Regions from separate parts of the Mus musculus genome. Here region 1 is linked to region 2. A link is a contact called in public Hi-C data. All regions are on one chromosome and are shown on one strand. The core of a region is the stretch at or near the end of the contact, and the rest is flanking DNA. Distances in the headings are between cores, read along the strand shown.

Region 1 (7,234 bases), core at 3,589-6,088, 180 kb before region 2:
GACCGGCACAAGGACTCCCCTCATTCCGTGAGTGGAAGCTTTGGGATTAGATCTGTGTGAAGCACCAGGCTGATGAGAGGTAGGGTCTACTTGCAAACTTGGGGTCTTTTTCAAATGTTCTTCCTTCCTCCCTCGCTTCCTCTACACCCATCTCTCGTGTGTCTGTGAGTGGACAGATGCAGGCTCTGTTCTTCAGGAGCCTCCATTAGGCCAAAGAACAACTTTTCGGGAGTCAGTTCTGTCCTTCCATAGAGTGGGTCACAGAGGTGAAACTCAGGTCATCTGGGTGGGTGGCAGGTGCCTTCACTCACTGAGCAGGTTTGCCAACCCTACCCTCTCATGGCTTTTAAAAAACAAAATAACAAAACAAAATAAAATAAAACCAAACCATGGGCCCTGCGTGCTGAAGCTCAGATTTACCAGCCGAATCACTGCCCCAGCACAAAGAAAGCTTTTCTTAATAAATTCTTTTATAATATGTGTGACTTGAACAATATCTTTCATTTTATAGCCATGGGGCGTAGAATCAGACATCTCAGCACTCAGCACCCAGGGAGGTGAGGTCATGTGACTGGGATGAGGTCACCTAGCCCGGGGACGCTGAGAGCTGAAGGTGGCCATCTCAGTGCAGGAGCTCTGTGGGAGGCAGACTTCACCTTACCAAAGCAGCAGTGACCGGTCCAGCCAGATATAAACACTTAAGCCTTTCTGAGGCTGGGGAGATGAGTCTCTGAAGTGTCTTAGAGTCTTCAAGCTGGGCACAGTTAAAGAAGAGCATCTATAAAAGTCGTGTAACAATGGCTCGCCACTTAAACAATTAAAAAGAAAAGCAGAACACTTGTGATTTCCAATGGCTCTGTTCCCGGTGCAAAAGTTCACTTGTGTTGCAAGAACACGGCACAAAAATCCCAAATGAGGCTTTTAAGGCCTATTAAGATTAATTCTGAGAGCAGATGTTTGATTATGGACTTTTTTCTTTTCTTTTCTTTTTCTTTTTTTTTTTTCCTGGCAAAAAGACGTCTAAAAGAAAGTTAATGTTCTACAAATCTCTCTAAATTAATGTCACTGTCCCAGGAACAGCTGTCTCTCCCATTTTTAAAGCCGTGAACTGTAGGCAGAAAACCAAGAGACATTCTCAGTGGCACATGGGCATTTGCAAGTTTGGGGTAATCTTCAGTTACGTGCACTACGTCACATACGCCACAGCCTACATTACGCACACCACAGGTCCAGCTGTACCCGTTGGTTTGTTTTGTTTGATGGCCGCTCCCCAGAACAGTTAGGACTCATTTCTTCAGAAGTCAGACTTTAGTTTTTGGTGTTTCTGAGACAGGGTCTTGAATTTACTATGTAGCCCAGGCTGGCCTCAATACTCCCAGTGATCTTCCCTCAGCCTCCTGGGTGCTGTGATTACAGGTATGAGCCACCAGGATAGCCTCTTAGAATTTAGAGTTTTACTAGAGAGGGAAATTACTGAAGATATTAAGTGGAGTCTTACTATTTTTCAATGGTGGCCATTCTATATAATTAATTGCATGTTTCTTCCTCCTAACGCTACTTCTTAAGTAGCCAAGTCATTCCGATATAGTGTAAACTTACTTCTAAATATGCCATAAAAATGATTTCAGTTATCTAGATTTTTGTGTTTGTAGAAAGAAAAGCCAGGAGGACTAGCCAGTGTGGGGCCATGGAGCCAGACATAGGGTTGCAGTGACTTAAGAGCACACCACTGGGGGGCTTTGCAAGTTTCCTAGTCCTGAAAAGAAGAGATCGAGGGGATTTAAGCAAAGAAGAAATATATACAGACAGCATTAACCTCCAGCTTTGAGGATAGGTCAGGCGACCAGTATCTTGGTTGGTATTTTTACCATCATTTAAAGAGCAGGGACCAAGAACACAAAATTATCATGTGATTCTTTCTTGGAACAGGTGGATTATGTTGCTTACACCAGGGCCTTTGCCGAGACTTCTCTTCTATAAAACTAGCTTAGCGACGGTAATATTTTGAGCCACCTGTCCTTAAAGTATTTGTGGAGATGGGAGATAAGGCCACAGGAATGGAGCAGCTGACACTCAGCAGTATTTATGGGTCTTGTTCCTCTCCTCCCTCCTTCAGGGACACACACACACAGTTGGTTCCCTTGTTTCTGGGCAGAATCTCTCTGGTTGTCCTTTGTTGAACCGTCTTGACCTGTTAATCACTAATAAAGCCCGCCACTAACCAGTCTCCAGGTAGCAGTGACAGCTCATGCGTGCCTGGTCATACCCTCAGATGGTCACAAGTTCCCAGGCCCTGTCACTCACAGTTTGGATACCACAGGAACTCATGATGTTTTACAGCTAACATTTTATATAAAGCACTGTCCATTACCTTTTCAGAAGACAAAGAACCCCCGAATGGCCTGGTATGATATAATACATGAAACATAAGAGCAATAAATGTCATTTCCATAATAGGAGACACTGACTAAAGAAAGAGCAAAAGCCTCTCTCCTCTCTTCTCTCTCTCTCTCTCTCTCTCTCCCCTGCACCCCACCCCCGTCTCTCTCTTCCCATAGGTCCATGAAGATCAGCTGGCCTCGAACTCACTATGTAGCCAAGGATGACTAGATTTCGATCCTCCTGTTCCTAGCGCCCAAGTGCTGGGATCACTGCCGGGGATTGGCATAGGCTTCGAGCATACTGGGCCAGCACTCTACCACCCCAGCCCTTAACCAGTCTTTCAACCTCAAATTAATGTAGGGTTCTTTTGTTTGTTTGTTTGTTTGTTTGTTTGTTTGAAACAGGGACGGATGTAGTCTAGGCTGACCTGAAATTCACTGTACACCTTAAATGTCAGATCCCCCTGCTTGTGGCTCTGTGGTACTGGGTTCACAGATGTACACCACCACTCCCGGAAGTTCACCCCTCCTGAGACATGTTCTTGTTGTGTGGCTGGCTGGCCATGAGACTCGATGTAGAACTGGCTGTCAGTGACCCTTCTGCCTCTGTCTCTCAACTGCTAGGATCTCAGGTGTGTGCCACTGTGATTGGCTACACACACACACACACACACACACACATACACACACACAATTTCTGCATCTTGATCAATGGCAGTCAGATCAACATGTTTCCAAACATAAAGAACATCCTTGTGAACCGGCAGATTTTACATCGACACTAATGTCACAGTTCCATTACAATTATAACAAAGAAAGATGATTGTGGAGATTTGGCTCAGTGGGTAAGCGTGCTTTTTCTTCGAGACACGAGGACCTGTGTTTGGATTTCCAGCACCCACATAAAAGATGGGTTATTGTTATGTGTGCCTGTAACCCCAGCACTGGGGAGCAGAGACAGGCTAGTCAGCCTAGCTAAGATGGTGAGCCTGGTCCAGTGAAAGAGAGCCAGGTGGAATAGAGACCCCTGTCTCAAGGCAATGAAGAAAGAGTTGTGGTGGGGGGTGGCGGGGACACTGGACGTTCTGCTTAGGCCTCCACATATTTGCAGGCAGGTGCACACCCCCATACACTCAGATGCATGCACACCACACACACAGATAAGAAAATAATGAAATAAAACAGATACATCTCTGCATAGCAACGGAAGGATGCACATCCTAGCAACGCAAGTGCAAGCCGGCTCGGACTCATGGCTCCGGGCTGAATTCTTTCTACCACTTGTTAGGATTTTGAGACTTCTGCCAAGGAAAAGAAAGCTCCCGGGACCCGTTCCAAGAAAACAGAATTGTTAATAATACCACAGAGAAGTGCTACATAATATTTTAAGGACATGCTTATTAATAACGTTTGGAAAGCCAATTTAAAGGCTGTTTTCTCTTTATTAAGGGATATTGAACACGATGGAGGTTTCTGATTCCCACAAAGTCCTATAATACTTATATGCAGTTGCTATAAAAAGGTGGGTGCACAGCTATGACATGACATGGGGCCTCGTTTGGATTAGTTCTTTTCAAAGTCACGGCTCCGAACAGTCTTATCTCAAGATGTGAAAGGGAAGGTCATTGAGAACCCAAATCTTGGGGTGAGGATGTGGCTCGATCTGAAGAATGCCTACTTGACAAAAAGAAGCCCTGGTTTGATCCCCAGCACTGCACTGGCATTTGGGAGTTGGAGGCTGGAAGATCGGAAGTTCAAGGCCATCACTTGGCTACAAAGGGAGTTTGAATCCAGCTTAGGCTACATGAGACCATGCCTCAGAAATAAAACAGAACCATAAAGATGACCATAGCCCCGCACCCATATCTCAGTGCTTCACCCTAGCCTCTGAGTTTGCTCTTCTCTATCTCAGGATGGTTATCCGCTGGTGGATCTTGTATAGTGCCCCTTTGGTGACGTAGACAAATCAGGGAGTTGCAACTGATGAGAATAAACAAAACCAAGTCACTTCAGAGACAGAGTAAATGCCTCACACCGGCCGGTAAAATTAGATCTGTGCTTCACGTCTTAATTCGAGTGTCTAGATGAGTCCTTCCAAAATTGATTTTTATTCGACATGCCCAAGGTAGGATTTTTTGATAAAAGTGGACCAGGGCATCCCAGCAGAGACAGTAAGTGGGGCACGGTCTCGTTCACGGGTGCGGGCTAGGCATTTGAGAGAAACCATCTTGTTAAGTGGCTGTGGTTATGAGGCTGACCTTGCTCTGCAGCTGAAACCTACACCAAATCTGGACTCTCCAAGTCGTCTTTTCTTCTTGACTGCCGGCATCAGCAACACGAAAATACAGTTTCTCATAAAAGAAGGGAAAATAAAATTTCCGTGGGAAAGCTTCCCAGAGTTAAAGATAGCCACATCTACTCATCAAAGAGAGCACGCTGGAGAGCCAACGGCTGTATAAATAAATGCCAAGAGCGACTCACGCTTTGACTCAGCTGGACAGTGACTTCATTGGGCTGGTTGAGGCTTACTTTGTCACGGAACTCAAGGTTTTTTGTTTTTCAGTTGGATTTTAGGATCCTAAAGAGATGACTGTGCTGCCTTGAAAGACCAGCACTTTGGAAACAACAGTCATGAAGACAAAGGCAAGCTAAGGGCTGCTAGAGAGATCACTAATGTTGTATAGGTATTTTTACATTTTAAATGAAAATACCCAACAGTGTCATCTTTTGAGCTTAAGAGTTGAGGTGTTGGTAATGCAGAGTAATATGTGCTGATACAGGGTAACCTGGGCTAACACAGGGTAACCTGGGCAAACACAGGGCAACATGGACTTCAATTCCAACCACTGAGCCGATCCCCAGGGGTTGCAATTCACTTAGTTTGAATGACAGGTTTGGTAGACAGGGGCCAGGGATCAGCTCTGTGCATTATTTCATGAAGTGTTGTATCACATGTACAGGATAACCCATATCTTCCCTCTTTTCTTAAGAAAACCCTTTTTTTTTTCTTAACATGATATCAGACTCAATATCAGTTCATGTCATCTAAAGATGAGAGGCAGCAGGTGGCCAGGGCAGGACAGGGGACTGTCACTGAGCAGTGTAAAAATGCGTTGTCCACTCTCATCACTGTCTTGGCATAGAAATAAAGACATACATTCACAGGGCCCATTGATACTGGACACAACCTATAGTTAATGACTGTAGCTGGTCAGGTGGAAGTGGGCAGGGGCATCATCTATGTCTAAAGCCCTGGGGGCAATCGCTGGGGACCCTTGGGTGCCTCTTCTGTGAGCTCATAGCCTCAGGGCAGAAAAGACACTTCTGTGCCTCCAGACAGGCCTCTACCTCTCCACCCTGCCTCTCCATGGCTTAGTTTAGAAGGCTTCACTTCTGTGAACTGGAAGACTCTTCCAGATCCCTCAGGGTTCAGCTCCAATCTTTTCATAGGTTTTTTTTGGAGTAGAGCATGTGCGTGTGTGTTACATGTTCACATGGGTGTACAAGCATGTGTTTGTGCATGCACATGGGTGTATGTGCTAGAGGAGCCAGCGGTCAGCTTCAGCTGATATTCCTTAGGGGTCATTTACCTTAGTGTTTTGAGACAGGGTCTCTCACTGGGGCTTGGGGCTTCCAATTACACTAGGCTGGCCAGCGAGCCCCAGGGGTCTGCTTGTTCCCCTCTCCTCAGAGCTGTCATTATAAGTGTCACACCTGGCTTTTCACATGGGTGCAAGTCCTTATGCTTATAGAGCATGCCCTTTAGCGACAACCATCCTGCAGCCCCTTCTGGAGCTCTTCTGGGAGGACAGTTCCTGTTCCCCTGGACAGAGACTCCCCAGAACACTGGTACAATAATTCGCATCACACCACAGATATTTGCTGGTGAATCTGGGTTTGGCTTGGCCAATTCCAGAACTCAGGGGGTACTTTCTTATTCATCTTACTGCTGTCTGCCAGTCACGGGGCCCAGGACCTGGGATCCAGAAGGTGTCTCATCAACTGATATCATTTACTGATATAAACATAAGTATCACGGCGGAAGTACAGATCTTTAGATGCTTCTGCAGAGAGGTTGGGACACGGCATGGTGGCCCATGGAGTAGAATTATTTATTTACTTTAAGTATATGAACACACTATAGCTGTCTTCAGACACACCAGAAGAGGGTGTCAGATCCCATTACAGATGGTTGTAAGCCACCATGTGATTGCTGGGAATTGTACTCAGGACCTCTGGAAGAGCAGCCAGTGCTCTCAACCGCTGAGCCATCTCTCCACTCTCATGGAGAAGTCCCCCACCCCCCAAGTCCAAATAGATAGAGCTTTCCAATCTCGGACTTCCAGTCTCCAAAACTCTGAACTAAAGAATATGTTTTATTTATAAAGGACCCAACGTGGAGTGTTTTGTTATAGCAACAGAAAAGGAGCCCACAAGTATGCTCATATCTCCTGTGGAGAACACTTTTGCCCGGCCACACCCTTAAATCACAACTGTCTCATAGTCTTGTCCTGTGTGAAAGAATAAATGACAAGAATCCTCAATTACACTGTGTCTGTCGATGCTATAAATGAAGGAAACAAAGTAACAATAATGAAATCATCTGGGGATGGAGAGAGAGCTCAGCAATCAGGAGCACTGGCTGCTCTCCCAGAGGACCCAGCACCTACACAGCAGCTTACGGCTGTCTGTAGCTCCAGTTTCAGGAGGTCTGACACTGACTGTCACACAGACACACGAGCAGGCAAAACAGCAGTGCACATAGATAAAAATGAATTTACTTTTGAGACAGGGTCTGGCTATGTTGCTTAGGATGGTCTCATGCTTGTAACAATCCTCTGGGTTTAGCCTCC
Region 2 (7,172 bases), core at 1-2,500:
CTGAGGACCAAACTTTCAGCACATGACCCACTGAGGATCAAACCATACTCAACCTGATCTGTCTGTTCCTCTCTCCAGTAGGCTCTTCTGAGCTTCTTAAACAGAAAATCCTAGTGTCTTAGAGAAGTCAAAAAATACACTGATACGGGTGTGAGAAGTCATCTTGTGGACAAAGGAGTTGGCAGACATGTTGAAGTTAGGACCTAGGGGTTACATCCTGTAATTCCATTATGTGGTTACTCAAATCACTGCATGATAGATTCTGTGGATTTTCCCATTTCTTCTCCTCCCTGTCCAAGAAGAGAGTGAAAACAATCCTAAGCATTGGCATTGTGTTGAAAGCTACAGTGCTTTATGTTAGGGGCCATTCGCTTTAGGAAGACTTAGAGTCTCACTGCCTTTCTTGTAACTCCTACCCCCCACACAGGGTCTCATGCTAAACCTATCTTCCTTGAAATATAAAATTCTAGGGTCAAGGAAAGGCTTCCACAAGATAATAAATGCATTTTTTAAAGTAGGTGATAAAGGCGATGGAGAAGAGTAAAGTAGGGACAGGGACTGAGAGAGGGAGAGTGGGGAACGGGCCGCATGGACTTGCTGTCCTGAGGCGTTACTACTGTAAAGAACATTGTATGGGAACAAGAGCGTGACCTACTCTGGACATACAGACATTTGGGAAGCAGGGAGATCATTTTAGGTACAGGAACTGTGTGTGCAGAGGACTTGGGCAGAAAGGTGCTTTTTATGTTCAGGGAAGAGAGTGAAACTGATGTGTTTATAAAAAGAGAAAGAGGGGAAAATGTTTTGATGGATGTGTGGGGAGGTATGAGGGATGGGGGAAGGGAGAAGGGGGTACCTAGGCGAGCCCATTCCTGAGGGGCCAGCCACATAACAGTATAGTATAGATAGAGTTTATTCAGGGCATGGGGAGGGGAGTTAAGAGGGTAGTAGAGAGAGAGAGAGAGAGAGAGAGAGAGAGAGAGAGAGAGAGAGAAAGAGAGACAGAGAGAGACAGAGAGAGACAGGGTGAGACAGAGAGAGACAGAGAAGAGAAGTAGAGGCTGGCCATGAGCACGTGGAGAGAGAGGGGAAAGGGAATGGGGAGAGAGTGTGAATAGGAAGGCAGGAGCAAAAGTAAGAGAGAGAGGAGGGGGCAAGCAGCCAATTTTATAGTGAATCAGGCCTACCTGGCTGTTGCCTGGTAACTGCGGAGCAGATCTTAGACAAAATGTTAGAGTAGGAACAGCAACAGGGAGGTGGCAGGGGCGAGGTCAGGGAGGTGGCTGGGTGAAGTCAGGGAGGTGGCAGGAGCAAGGCCAGGAAGGTGGCAGTGATGAGGTGAGGGAGGTGGCAGGGGTGAGGTGAGGGAGGCAGCAGGGGTGAGGTGAGGGAGGTGGCAGGGAGCAGCTAGCACACACCCAGAACCTTTATGTTTGTCCCTCTCAGCTAATAGCTTCACTCTACAGGGGAAATTGAAGCCAACACAGATCCTCTGTGCCCAGCACATGTGGCACTCAGGCAGTGGCTGCCTCTACAGTTTGGTCCTCACCTCTTCCCACATCCTAGCCTCTTCAGATGTATTCTCCACCCTCCTGACCCTCCATCAGTGACACTGTCCTGCTGTCGTCGCTCACCCTTCTGCACCATACATTTGTTCTTTATTTTTGCTAAGCCAAACCATAGCCAGTATTATTAATAACGCTCTCCATAAACAACCATTGTCACCCGAGGCAGTCCATGGGCAGACGATCATTAATTGCACACAAGAACTTCCATCGTCCCTTCCTGGATGAACAACCAAATTCAGAAAGCCGCTATGTAAGCCAACAACGTTCTCAGGAGGCACTGTGCATAGGGAAAGTTTAGAATGAGGGTTGACATTGCATGTATTCATTCACAGACCCTGACTATCAGGAAATGAATGTGGCAACTGAAGACCTACAGTCTCCTAGAAGAGGAACTGTGCTGACTGGGAATCACCTTCCTAATGACGTCACTGCAAAACCCAGGCTTGACCCCACTGGAAGACAAAACAATTGGGGGGGGGGGGTCAGGTCCCAGCAGGTTTCTACTTTTAAGGAAGTGAAGTCTGTGTTGATGTTGGGAGGCGGGGCTCAACAATGAATTTTGAGTATTCCAGTAAGACAAGGGGATTCGTGCCAAGACGTCCAGGTGTGTCAATATCGGGCAAGCCTCCTGGGATTCAAGAGTCTTTGAAAACTACCAGGGGGAGGGACCGCCCCACCTCAATCCATCTTGGGAGACATTTGGTCAGTGACAAATCCCACCCCACCCTCCCAGTGTGCTGGGGTCATCTGGGAAAACGGAATCTTAGTTTAGAGAATATCCATCAAATTGGACTGTTTTTAAACCTGGGGGTATTTTCTTGATTGGGCCACCCTTGGGTGGATGGTCCTGGACCATATATAGAAGCAGGGGAGCAAGCCATTGGGAACAAAGCAGGAAGCAGCCTTCCTCCACAGCTGGGCTCTAGATCCTGCCTCGATGGAGTCCATGCCACGCCTTCTCTCCACAATGGACCATGATGAGGACATTTAAGACAAATCAACCCTTTCCTCCCCGTGTAGCCTTTAGTCACGGTCTTTATCCTAGCAATTGAAAGCAGACCAGGACACCTTCCAAACAACCAAGAGTTCTGTGTGCTTGCAACATAGTTTTTTCCTTAATAAAAGAAAATTTTGCATTTTTATATAAATTATATATAGTAAGACAGTATTCCAGACTGTATAGTCATCAGAAGCATGTAGTTATAAAAAACACACACCCTTCACTTGGCATCTATAGCAACTTCTGCTTTCTGTGCCTGTTTGTTTGGCATCTTCTGAGGGCCAGCCCACTAACTTTCCCCCTTTCCCCTCTGGGTCTTTTGTTTCTTTTCTTTCCGGCTTGGCCTCTGACAGTGGATAATCTGTTCTATCAGGCAGTCTCAGATCTCCGTGGCTCATCCTTCACTTTGGCTTTACCTCCTCCAGTCTTCATTTTGGGCACGGCAATGTGACGTCATAGGCCCTGTGTACAGGCACGTACTGGGGTATGGCTTTGGTTGGTCCAGGATTGCTCTCTCCTCTGTCTCTTCCTCATCTTCTTCTTTCTTCTCCTTTCCTTCCTCCTTCTCTTCTACCCTGCTCCTATTCTCTTTTTGCTATAAAGTTGGTAATCTTTTATCTTTTAAAAATCAATTAATCAAAGGATTAATTTGAGATAAGGTCTCACATGTCCCAGAATGGCCTTGAACTTTCTATGTAGCCGAGGATGGCTTGGAACTCCTGATCCTCTTGCCTTTACCTTCGGAGTACTGGCATTGCAGGCCTCTGCTAGTAATACCTAGTTTATGAAATGGTCGGGCAGAACCAGGGTTTTGTGCATGCTGAGCAGGTAACCTCCCAGCTGAACTATACTTCCAGCTTAATAATCTTTTCTCTGAAGATGGCTTTCTTTAGCTTCTTCCTCTCTTCACCCGAACAGGACATTTTCCTTTATCTGTCTTGTCTATATTTGCCACCTCTCTCTCTCTCTCTCTCTCTCTCTCTCTCTCTCTCTCTCTCTCTCTCTCTCTCTCTCTCTCATCATTTTCACTTCTGAACCTCCAAAAGGCAGACACAACAGTTGTCAAGCCTCACATTGTTGCCGTGCTTGACATAGTTGGTAAGTCCAGGAGGCCGTTTCTTCCTTTGACCTCTAATTTTTCCTTAGCAGCTTGCCTGAGTCTGTTTGAACTGTTATAACAAAACACCAGCAACTGGGCTCTTACAAACAACAGAAGTGGGTCACTCATGGGTCTAGAGGTCAAAGTCCAAGGTCAAGATACAAATGTGTTCAGTGTCTAGCCAGGGCCGGATAGGAAGCACAGTTACTTTCTGAGGTCTCTTCTGAGAGCACTCTTCTTCCCTAGAGTTTCTTCTATTTTACTATTCAGTTCCAATGGAAGAGCTCAGCCCTCAGTGCCTTTACAGTGTTGTTAGTACACAGGTGATCTTGTCCAAGACCCTGGCTTTAAGCACACCTTAGTCTATGTCTCAGACATGGTTTGCTGTCCACAACCCTTAAATCTCAATGACTTGGAACAATGGTTTTTTTTTTCCCCCTCTCTCCTGCTTTATAATGTCCATCATGAATCACCAAGAGTATCTACTGATTGTGGTCACTCAGGGGCTCAGGACACCCACACCACCACCCCCTCAATAAGAAATTGGGACGCGGTGATTTTCAGGACATGTAGCTAATACAAGTCCCATGGCTATCCCCATTTTCACAGAAGCAGGAAGTATGCCTTATGATAAGAAGTGAGCCAGAGGCATTGCATCGAACTGCTCAGTTATTTTCAATAGCTTTTCAGTTTGGTCCCAGGCTCAGGAATCTTTGCTAAACTGCAGATCATCATCACCTATCTGCCAGCCGCCTTCTTCCAGATTCTTTAAAATCACTATATCCAAAGCAAAACTGTGAACTTATTTCTCATGCTTCCCTCTGTCCAGATGGTCTGTGGCCTACTTTAGTGTCATCCTGATGAGGCATCTGCTACTTGGGCCACAGACTTGGAGGCATCTCTGAGTTTTGACTGTTCTCAATCCCTATAGCATATCTATGTGAAAATCCCAATGGCACCTTAATTGAACTAGGTAGGGAGTATGCCCCCTTTTAATTATTTATCATGGGTACTCCAGTCTACAAACTCCTACTGTCTCTTGCATTGGGGACTGGCACACCTTGCTAGTTGTCTTCCTTTTCTACCTGCCTGTAATCTCTCCATCCTCTGAAACATCATCATACCATGATCCCCTTGGGCTCACAGCCTGCTGATATCCTCCTATCTCATAGCCAGGTATGGTTGTTCGTTTCTGTTGCTGTGATTAAAAACTAACTTGGCAGAAAGCCACTTACATGAGAAAGAGGGGGTTGCTTGAGCTTCCAATTCCAGGATACAGTCCCTCATGTGGCCAACTCAAAGCAGGAGCTTCAAACAGCTGGTCACATACACCTACAGTCAGTAGCAAAGAGAAATGGGTCCATGTGCACTTGGTTATTTGCTTGTGTTCAGCTCAGCTTCTTTAATCTTGTACGGCTCAGGTCCCCCTGCCTAGGAGTGGCACTGTCCACAGTGAGCCATGTTTTTCTATATACATGAGAATGAGACTCTCCCCCAGGTAATTTCTAGGTCATGTCCTGTAGAGAAAGCTGCCGATCACACTGGTTAACCCAGAATGCCATCACAGGCTGTCCGATGCTGCAAGTTCTCCCACACCCCACCCCAGCCCCATGTCAGTCTATACTCCCCCTTCCTTTCTCCAGTCTGGCTCAACCTCTGGCGCAGCAGTCATCCTCCTGCCTCAAGAGTCCTCACACAAGTACTTCCCTGTCTCTGAAAAAATTCTTTGCTCTAGTGTTCATGAAACTTGCTTTCTTAGCTTCCTTTTCTATTTAAATGTCATTAGAGAGACAGAGATGAGGCCAGCCTCCTTTTCTGCCCTTGGCCACTGTCCCTTTTCCTGCTATATTCAGGGTTACTTCTGTTTAACCACCATGAAAAACATACTTATCTTTAAGGAGGGATGTTTCCTCTCCTCCTCAAATGTTAGCTCCAAGAGTACCAAATGTGTATGATTTCCTAGTTCTGTGCTCCCAATAACTAGAATATATTACACACTCAGTAAATACTTGCTGGGCCAATAGTTAAGAAAAACAATGATCCAAGACACCTAACATGAGGTAAGGGAGATGGTTCAGTAGGTAGAGTGCTTGCTCAGCAAGCATGAGAACCTGAGTTTGGAAACGCAGCATCTTCTTCAAGAGATGGGTATGGTAGCTTGTACCTGTAACCCTGCTCTGGGCAGATGGAGACAGTTAGATTCCCAAGGCCTTATTGACCAGCCAGTCTGGCAAAACTGATGATCTCCAAGATCATTAAGAAAAAAAAAAAAAACAGGCTAGCAAAAAAGGAAGACATCTGCCCCACCACATGTGACTGTGGGTGGGGGCACATACACACACAAGTGCACACACATACTCATATACCACATAACCCAGCATGTATGCAATGTTTCATACATGGCTTACTTTGATTTTGGAGTCTCCACACTTTGTGAGATGTTATAAACACCTTCCGATGAGAAGAGATGTGAGTCCCCAAGGCCCCACGGGGGACAGATACACGGTGAAGTGCAGACTCAGTTGCAAATCCTTCTGCCTCCAGGTCTGCTCCTGTCGTCGGCAGACTCTAATGACTTTGCCCTGCCACGGGTTTGGCAAACTCTCTAGTGAGCAATCTATTAATGCAGCCTTAAATTAGATCCTACAAATCAGGAGGGATTAATAATTAAATGCTACCATAAAGAAAACTAGACAGACCTGGAAGATGGTAAGCTCCAAATGGGGTAGAAAATATATTTGGGGATTGTCTTAGTTTTTAGTCTTTCATCTTGGATGTAAAACCACCCAGATGAACATTGGCTGTACTTAAATAGTAATATATATATATATATATATATATATATATATATATATATATATATATATATTCATACATACATATATTATATATATTATATATATCAGTGTGCCATCATAATTCAGTGCCCTTGACCAGTTCTAAGGGGGAAAATACCTCCAGGCAAGAGTGTTGCTGACCAGACTCTGACCCCGAGGAAATTGGCACCCCTGAGGGTACTACTATATTGAGGTGCTTCTGCTCTAAGCTGTCTGGTGGCGTAACTGGAAAGTTCAGAGAGTGCTGTGTCATTCTGAGTGTATCCCGTTTCCGTGGAACAAGAGCACCGCCGACTTCATCTTCTCCAAACAGCAGCATCTCTTATTCATGGGGTTCTTTCTCTGTGGGGCCATTGATTATTGATGTGTCTCACTGTTAGGTAAGGGCTCCTGTCACCCTAGACAAATACTACCCAGTGTTTCAGCCTCACTTGGGTGGGCACAGCTGTCCCTTTGGCAACTCTCAAGTGCACTCATTCAAGGCAACCTGGGGATGGTTGTGTCCAAGCAACTCCTCAAAGGGAGAGACTTTTCTATGGCTGGATGAATAGTGGAGGGATCAGGTGATCTAGGGAAAGGAAGAAAGGGACATGGAAGAGGCTGTCATTGGGACGATTGGCTTGGATTTGGAAGATTGCTTAGTGGAAAGGGAGACTCACAGGACCTCT

Evidence for each region. A called contact is a pair of places that touch in the nucleus more often than the background predicts.
Region 1: a contact with region 2 is called in a Hi-C map of cortical neurons, with 2.1 times the contacts expected there. The contact joins two enhancer-like sites. A contact is called at or near these places in 2 of 484 Hi-C or Micro-C datasets (cortical neurons and hematopoietic stem and progenitor cells) and 5 of 115 datasets of contacts at active chromatin or transcription factors (embryonic basal ganglia, embryonic hindbrain, embryonic stem cells and 2 more).

The regions. Positions count from the first base shown.
Region 1 is chr13:46,624,430-46,631,663 of GRCm38.p6, reverse strand. All of the region lies in intron 7 of Cap2 (CAP, adenylate cyclase-associated protein, 2 (yeast)), which reads right to left. Among named protein-coding and RNA genes, the nearest start is that of Fam8a1, 41 kb to the left of the region's middle. Within about 2 kb of position 4,838, at least 25 of the 459 cell types and tissues checked have an H3K27ac peak or open chromatin away from gene starts, as enhancers often do. A contact at or near this core is called in cortical neurons, where this site is marked.
Region 2 is chr13:46,445,804-46,452,975 of GRCm38.p6, reverse strand. No RefSeq gene overlaps it. Among named protein-coding and RNA genes, the nearest start is that of Rbm24, 31 kb to the right of the region's middle. Within about 2 kb of position 1,250, at least 9 of the 459 cell types and tissues checked have an H3K27ac peak or open chromatin away from gene starts, as enhancers often do. A contact at or near this core is called in cortical neurons, where this site is marked.